Linked DNA regions of Mus musculus: regions 1 and 2 are each linked to region 3. A link is a contact called in public Hi-C and Micro-C data. All regions are on one chromosome and are shown on one strand. Each heading gives the region's core, a stretch centred on a gene start, on an enhancer-like site or on the middle of the called end of the contact. The rest is flanking DNA. Distances are from core to core; before and after follow the strand shown. Region 1 has its middle 22 kb from the start of Klhl7. Region 2 has its middle 26 kb from the start of Fam126a. Region 3 has its middle 39 kb from the start of Gm33476.

Evidence for each region. Hi-C and Micro-C count contacts between places; a contact is called where the count stands out from the background.
Region 1: a contact with region 3 is called in a Hi-C map of the N1E-115 cell line, with 5 times the contacts expected there. The contact joins two enhancer-like sites. A contact is called at or near these places in 1 of 15 datasets of contacts at CTCF or cohesin (pro-B cells), 6 of 484 Hi-C or Micro-C datasets (the N1E-115 cell line and embryonic stem cells), 4 of 115 datasets of contacts at active chromatin or transcription factors (all in embryonic stem cells) and 1 of 9 other capture datasets (embryonic stem cells).
Region 2: a Micro-C map of the HL-1 cell line shows a contact between it and region 3, with 8 times the contacts expected there. The contact joins two enhancer-like sites. A contact is called at or near these places in 10 of 484 Hi-C or Micro-C datasets (the HL-1 cell line and embryonic stem cells), 4 of 115 datasets of contacts at active chromatin or transcription factors (all in embryonic stem cells) and 1 of 9 other capture datasets (embryonic stem cells).

What each region holds. Positions count from the first base shown.
Region 1 is chr5:24,077,735-24,080,434 of GRCm38.p6, forward strand. No RefSeq gene overlaps it. Among named protein-coding and RNA genes, the nearest start is that of Klhl7, 22 kb to the right of the region's middle. Within about 2 kb of position 1,252, at least 63 of the 459 cell types and tissues checked have an H3K27ac peak or open chromatin away from gene starts, as enhancers often do. A contact at or near this core is called in the N1E-115 cell line, where this site is marked.
Region 2 is chr5:24,055,403-24,058,102 of GRCm38.p6, forward strand. No RefSeq gene overlaps it. Among named protein-coding and RNA genes, the nearest start is that of Fam126a, 26 kb to the left of the region's middle. Within about 2 kb of position 1,444, at least 10 of the 459 cell types and tissues checked have an H3K27ac peak or open chromatin away from gene starts, as enhancers often do. A contact at or near this core is called in the HL-1 cell line, where this site is marked.
Region 3 is chr5:24,260,936-24,263,635 of GRCm38.p6, forward strand. No RefSeq gene overlaps it. Among named protein-coding and RNA genes, the nearest start is that of Gm33476, 39 kb to the right of the region's middle. Within about 2 kb of position 1,351, at least 41 of the 459 cell types and tissues checked have an H3K27ac peak or open chromatin away from gene starts, as enhancers often do. A contact at or near this core is called in the HL-1 cell line and the N1E-115 cell line, where this site is marked.

The DNA of each region.
Region 1 (2,700 bases), core at 2-2,501, 180 kb before region 3:
GGGGAAAGAGAGAGGGGGACAAGGGAGGGAGGGAGGGAGGGAGGGAGGGAGGGAGGGAGGGAGGGAGGGAGGGAGGGAGGGAGGGAGGGAGGGAGGGAGGGAGGGAGGAGAGGAAAGAAAGGAGGGAGGGAAGAAAGGAGGGAGAGGGAGAGCGCGAGAGAACAGAGGGCAGGGACTATAACAGGTAGGGACTGAGGGATGCTGGGAGAACCTGGAGAGACCAGGTCCGTTTTAGCAAATAGTTTTAGTTAAATAGGCACCTTAACAGAGAGAGAGAGAGAGATCGAGTTTGGGGAGAACTATAAACACAGTTTGTTTGAATTCCAATTCGTTTCCTTACTCCTGTGTATGTTTTTGTATAAACAGAAAGGGGAAAGGTCAGAACACAGATGAGACACAGCGTGGGAACAAGGTACAGACCATAAGCAAATAATCTCTAGTCCTCTGGGTTTGAACTAGATTTTTGGTTTTATGTGATACATAAAATATTAATTTTAACTTCCCATTTGGCAGTGACAGAGATGTCTGTGGTCTCTAAGGACACTGGAATCGTTATTACAGTCCCCAGGGCTTTCTCTAAAGCAAGAGGCAAAATTTTCCCACTGTGAGCTTTTCCTTCTGATGGAAATCAGGTATCACTAGATTCTAAAATTGTTTTTTGTTTTGTTTTGTTTTGTTTTTTCCCCTTCTCCTTAGCTGCAGTTTTTGTAGACACAAGATTGCATCCCGTGCTACCCAGGGAACTAAAAAATAAAAATTAAATTTAAATTAAAAACAAAAAAAAATGATGACTAGTACTGGATCTTTGGATCTGCAGGTTCTGATTAGCATGAACACAGAGTCATCTGAGTTAGAGGGCTCAGGCATCCTCCCAGTTCTCCTGTAAGACAGACAGAGGGCACCAAAGAGGGATTCCTCTCATGGTGGTCACTGGCCTGAGTGTAGAACTTACATGATCTCTAAAATCCCTAGACTGTTTCTCAAACAGGCGCAAATACCTAAGATAGTGCTCTCTTTTACATGTGCACAGACACATGCATGTGAACGTACACACATATGCACAGACAGTAGGTATGCTATAACTATTATGTTATAATCAGACAATGCCCAGATTATCAATACAAATATACTTACTATTCATATGTACTTTATGAGACTTAGGTAGGCAGGCACAGTGCTAACTTAGCAACTGGGACGCCATTTGGCTTGAGGTACGCAGGCAAACACACCTCTCCTAGCAAAGCACTTAGCAACCTGAGAGTGGTACTTACAAGGATCCAGCCGCATGCACATCGCTCTCCAAACAAAGCAATCTGGTCATTCCTAGAGCTGCCTAGCAACCTCTTGGTATCTCCTCATTTGTGGCCAAATGCATCCTGGAACATATCTAGGAAGGAGGGGCAGTGTGCCAATCCAGCCTGCACTGGTTTGGGGTGCACACACACAAGGCAAACCATGTCCTCTGAGTGAACATCAAGAGAAATTCATCTACTTACTATCTTATGCCTTTGCAGGACTCCATATGCATATGGTTAAAATCAGATGCATCACGGCAAAGAACTTTACACAGTGAACAACAGATTATATACCCATGCCTGTCAATCAAAACGGAAAACTACCCACACTCCATCTCCCATTTCTTGGGGATTCACAAAGGGAAACCCCTAGCAATAAGCAGGTGTTCTTGGGCGCCCTAGCTCAGGGAGCTGAGGGCTTCCCACCCCAGCTTTGTCTTACCATCCATTGCTGCTCTGTTTATGTGCACTCCTTCAATACTTTGAACAAGACAGCAAGCCCATGGGAACATTCAGTCCAGACAAACACCACTGCCCATAACTGAGAATTTTTTACTTCAGCCTTGAAGAATGGCTTCCTCCTCCCTTGTCTGAAGCAAGCAGCCACCAATGTCAAGTGAGTCTCGAACAATGGTGTGCTCTAGTCATTGCTTCTCATTAAAGAGTTCATGCTGTCTCTAAAGAGAGGAAATTGTTCTTCCAAAAGGCTGAGTGGCCTGAAGATGAGGATGTTGATGGTCCAGAGACAAATGGTCTTAGGTCCATTTTTTGTTGCCTCTCTAACATCCTTTGGTTCTTAGGTAAAAATCTTAGATATGTATTCTTTGCAAACCACTGGGTTCCACCAACCCTAAAATTTGCAATGCTATTAAACAGTATCTAAGACCCAGAGCTGGGTTTTCTCCACTTTTCCTTAACCTTCCTTTTCTAGCACTCCCCAACAATGCATTAAGCAAATGCCTCACAATTTCTTCTGTGACAGAAAAAAAAAAATCCATGTTACCACTTCTGTGCTGGAATCCGTTACGCCGAGCAGCCTAAGGTCATTTCTGGGGTCGTGATCAGTTGGTGCATGTTTGTTTGGTGTTCGTTTGCTTCAAGGCAGTTTTTCTGTGTAGCTCTGGCCATCCTGAACTTTCTCTGTAGCTAGGCTGCCCCCAAATTCGAGATCTCTTGCCTCTGCCTCCCAAGTGCTATGTTGAGGGCTGGAATTAAAGGTGTGCCTTGTTTGTGAGCAATTATGTATGGCTCAGAATAAGCTCTCTCTTATGCTTTTTAAAGTGAAAACTCTATTTTGCATCAACAATCACATTTCAATGCTAGAAAAGCACTACAAAGAATTTATAATTTATTCATATGCCTATATCTTTTACTGAATATCTACTATTTGCCTCACAGACAGAGT
Region 2 (2,700 bases), core at 194-2,693, 210 kb before region 3:
AGAATGTTGAAATGAAGTGACAAGATAACCTGATAACTTAAGTGAGAAAGATGTGTTTTAATTTAGTAAGAGGTTTCAGAGGTTTCAGCCCATGTTGCTTCTAGATCTGTAGTGAGGTAGAATCTTAAAACAGAAGGAACATGAACTCCCCAGGACAGCCAGAAAGCAGAAAAGAGACAGACAGGAAGGGACCAGTAAAAGTACATATTTTAAAGACATACCGTTAAATAACATCCTATGTCCAACAAGGTTCTACCTAATTTCTATCACTTCCCATCAAATTGTGAATTTGCCGATAATGAAGTCAGACCCTCCATTAGCCAGTCATTTCCCAAAAGCCCACTTCCAAACTCTGCTGCAAGGGAAACAAGGTTTAAATGGCACTGGAGAAACACTTTAATACCCAGCTGTGATGGCTAGCTTTAGTTTTCAATTTGATATAATTCAGAAATCAGCTGGGAAGAGAGTCTCAGTGAGGGATTGTCTACACTGAGTTGGCCTGTGGGCATGTCTATGGGGGACTGTCTCAACAAAGTTAATTGATATGGAAACCTCAGCCCACTGTAGGGGGCACCTAGGCAAGGGGTTCTGAACTGCATATGCATGAGTGTTTTGCCTGTGTGTATGTATATACACCGAGTTCATGCCTAGTAACCTAGAAGGTCAGGGAGGGTGTTAGGATCTCTGATACTGAAGTTATGATTGGTTGTAAGCCACTATGTGGATGCTAGGAATTGAATCCAAGCCCTTCAGAGAAACAGCAAGTACTCTAAACAGATAAGCCATCACTTGTGGCCTTCTTTTGATCAGAGTATTTTATAACAATAAAGTAAATGAAACTAGGATGCCAACTATGACAAATATTTTTGTTTGTCTAGAACATTTACCTTTTGAAAGTACATATTTTTTTCAAATGAAGTAACATCATATCTATTTCTACTGCAAAATAGATGAGTAGAAGGAGGAGATGTTAAAGAAATAGTAAGCCAGTAAAAAGGGAATAAGATTGAATGAATTAGTCATTGAAGATAAATGAGGGATATATAGGCTTCATTACATCACATTGCTTTCCCTTTTGTTTATATTTAAATTTTCCAGTAATTTCTATTTATTTTTCTAGGTATGTCTTTAGCCAGAGTGATGAATGAAAATTTCAAAGGCTTTGGAGTCAAGTAAAACAATTACAAAACTTGTTCTTTTCACAAACTAGTTAATAAAAGTCCTGCCTGAGGAAAGATTAGTAAAGTAGTGATTGTTGGGGGTCCAAGAATCACCCCACAAACCACATGAACACCCATCTCAGTCAGACAGGGATGGTTTATTGAATGCTCACCCTAAGACTCATTGATCAGGACCATAGCTCACACAGAGGCTGAGCCACAACATTGAACATCTTTTTCTGTCAGCTTATAAAGGAAAAAAAAAAACATAAAAATCACAGTGAGCTCAAATGCAGGGGCAGGAAGTGCTGCCTGGTGGTCGGCTCTGACTCAAGCCATTTTAGACAAAACAGTCCATATTGACCTTAAATTTGATGGGCCTCACATAAAGCCTGGTCAGATTTCTTAAGATTAACAAACCTCAGACCATGCAGAACTTAACAGGATATGTGATCTGCATGAGTCTGCTCTTAGTCATGTTATTTTTCTTTGTTAATGACTGGCAGCCGCAATATGAAATAGCTGGCAGGCATGGAACAAAATGGCTACAGCTATGCTGGGGAGAAGGGGGCATACTCAACAGTGATACTGACTTCTGCTTCATAGGTATCATGGGAATGAGAAGAAACCACACACAACCCCCTGCAGAGCAGACAAGGAACCAGCCTGCCCCCATCTTAGGTTAAAAGCCATTGTATAGTAAAGACAAAGAAGGTCTAGGCCTGTTTATGATTAATCCTCTATTTCTCAAGAACTGAGCTATGCCCCATTTGTAACCTAACTACAATGGGTCTGGAACGGCAACCATGTCTTTGTTTCAGGAGTTAGTTTGTTTGTTATATCTAACTAACATGAAATACTTATGTTCTGTTCCTGTAACCCCACCTATTTTGCCGGACAACTATTCCATTTGGAAAGTTCCTACCCCTGAGCTATATAAAATTAATGTTTTCCTTACATCTAGGGCTGCTCTCAAAAAATCCCAACTTAAGGTAAGACAGCCAGCCCCAGATGTACCTCTAAAATACAGCTTGCTCTAATTAGATATTCGGGGAATTGGTCTTTCTCCTTAAAACGTTCTGGTTTAACACAGGCATTTAGTAACTGCTGTCACAACTGTAGAAGTTATTGAAGATGTGTGCTTCTTTAAATGTATTTATTTTTATTTTATGTGTATGGGTGTTTTGCCTGCATGTGCATGAAGTTCCCAAGGAGGCCAGAAGATGGTGCCAGATCCCCTGGAACTGGAGCTAGAGACTGTTGTAAGCCATCATCATATGGGTGCTGGGAATCAATTAGTGCTCTCAACCTTTGAGCTAGCTCTCGAACCCTAGAAATGGACTTGTTGAATAAATGTGGGCACCTTAGTTTAAGATTGCAATGAGATTCTCAAAGCAGAGAAAAATAAACTTAGAAAAAGAAGTGGTACCTATCCTTGTACTCAGAGCCTGAGGTTAGAATTTTTCTGCCTAGGCAGCAAGACAATTATTCACACCAAACTAAACGACTCTGCATCTGTCTCATTCCCCAGGAAACCACT
Region 3 (2,700 bases), core at 101-2,600:
GTACACTGTAGCTATCTTCAGACACACCAGAAGAGGGAATCAGATTTCATTGCAGATGGTTGTGAGCCACCATGTGGTTGCTGGGAATTGAACTCAGGATCTCTGGTAGAGCAGTCAGTGTTCTTAACTGCTGAGCCATCTCTCCAGCCCTCCCCAACCCCACTCCCGACAGTTTTTACCAGAAAAGCATGACCTGCGTCTCCACATGCCATTATACGCAAATGCAGGGATCTGTGTTGTTTCTTAGGAAGAAAGTGAGCTCAGGCTGCTCACATCCTCACCCTGGACCACTGGACCACGCTCTGCTTTCACTTCTCAGCATGCCTTCCCTGCACCAATGCCAACTGGACAGTAGATGGAGCCTGTGAGCCCAACTTCTGCAGCTCCTACCACAACCAAAGCTTCCAACTTAAGGCCCAGACAGGACACGGGGAGAATCCAGGGTTAAAACGCAGACAGTTTCCTGCTGGCCTTCCTGCACTCTGTGTCTCTTCTAGAGGTTCTCTTCTGCTAGGAGCACCCCACTCCGGCCCTGGCTCAATTATGAGTCAAAAGAACAGGAAAATGCAAATATGTGTCTTGATAACAAGGAAAAGCACTGATTTGAGTTCATGAGATTTTTAAAGTCTATAGGTTCTTTTCCTTTTATCTCTTCCTTGTTAGAAACATCTCAAACTAGCCTACGTGGTGGGGGAGGGGGCATAGAAGGTAGGCAGGTAGGAAGCATGGGCTTACAGACACAATCGAATCCATAGTAGGTGTGTGCAAGACGTACAGGACAGACCGTCCCCTCGAGTCTCCCATCATTGGACAGGGACCAGCCTTCCCATTGAAAAGGAGCAGAGCTAAGCTCACCTCCCAGCCTTCCATCTCCAGTTGATTCAATTTTCTGACAAGACAGTCTCCAATTCTCAAGACCAGGTAGGCTTCATGACCCTGCAAGTTCCAGGGTTTAGGACCTTCCTCATCCGTACTCTAGCAGGGTCATTGCCGAGAGAACCCTCCACGCCTAGCCATGGAGAGAGGAATTAGGACATGCAGTGACCTCTTCCCTCACATCGGTGAACTCTCTTCCTGCTCCAAGAGATTGGAGGGGGGCAGTGATCCCAGGCTACCTCATAACAAAACCCGAACGCTGGAACTGCTCCCTTGTGTCCTGCTCAGAATGTGGGATGTCCAGACAGCGTCCTTCTCACCCCATTGATGAGGATAGAATCCCCAGGGCTAATTAGTATAAGTGATTCAAACATCCAGCAATGGCCACCAATTACAGCTACTTAACGCTCTGTGGGAGGGTCTGGGTGGGCGTGGGGACTCACTGGGCAGCGGCAGGGGGGTGGGTCTCTGGTTCAAACAGGAGGCTGGGATTGGCTCCTCTAAATGGTTTCACAGTCAAGATAAGTGAGTCAAACCTGAGACAGGATAAGACAGATTCTGCGGCTGACAGGGGGAGGAGGTGGGCGGAGTCTCTACCCGGTGGGCACGTCTGGAAACAGCCCAGAAGCTCACTTACTGCAGTTCACAGGGTGAAATGCTGGACTCCCTCGACGTTGGGCTTTAGAAAAGTCCCCTGCTCTGGATAAAGCCCCGTCCCCCGGTCTGCTGCCTTATTCTCATTCCTCTTTTTTAATGAGCTTCTCAAGCAGCAAGAATCCGGGACTCTGTCTGGGCTTGTGGTCAAATATGAATCTGTTCAATTACTTCTTGGCTATAAATTGCTCCTACAGTGGCCTGGCCTGCCAGGCCTCCTGGGGGCCACCCACGACTGCAGCAACTCCTCCCTCAGATCTCTTCTCCTTCCTCATCTGTTATCCCTTTCCCCCTCCCTTCCTCCCTCTTTTCCCTCTTTTCTTCCAACAGGACACAGAGACACGTATACAAAAGAAGTCTACATAAAGATGGGGTAATGAGATGGCTAGGTAGTTAAGAGCACTTGCTGCTCTTGCAGAAGGACACAGGTTCCGTTCCTAGCACCCACAAGGCTCAAGAATGCCTCAAGTAACTCAAGTTCCAGGGGACACAGTACCCACTCTTGTGACCTCCCACGGCACCAGGCACATGTATGTGTACACCCATACATGCAGGTAACACACATGCAAGTCAAATACATATAAAAATAATTGTTTAAAGATAGAGACAGCCAAGTGTGCTGGCACATGCCCTGTGATCCCAACACTCAGACTAAGGCAGGAGTTTAAGCCCAACACAGGCTATCTACTGAGCTCCTATCTAAAAAGAAAAAAAAATGAAAGCAAGAATGGGGACAAAGGAATATTTCAGCACAAGGACGAGTCTTCCCCTCAAAGCTCTGGCAAGAAATTCCTGTTATTACAAGGTACCCAGTTTGGGCACCTTGCAATAATGGCCACAGGAATCTAGTATAATAATTCTAATGTGTTAGATCATATTAGTGGCCTGGCAGGGGTAGAGGCTGTGAGGTTAGGGGCTGCAGAGTGGATGGCAGGAGGCAGGTGTCAAGGTGCTTGGGCACCATGCAGTCCCAGGTCCCATGATGCCCTGGAAGAACTCAAGTAGACGACAGAGCCTAAGGGCAGTGTTGGTCCCGGGGCATTGGCAAATGTAAGAAAGGAAGACCGGGCAGAGACCTAGAGCTACATATGAAGCATTGTAAAACTGGGTGTCAACTGTGAGGTTTCTGAGAGTTTGATAGGTTCACAGTCAAAAAGTAGGGGGAGGAGC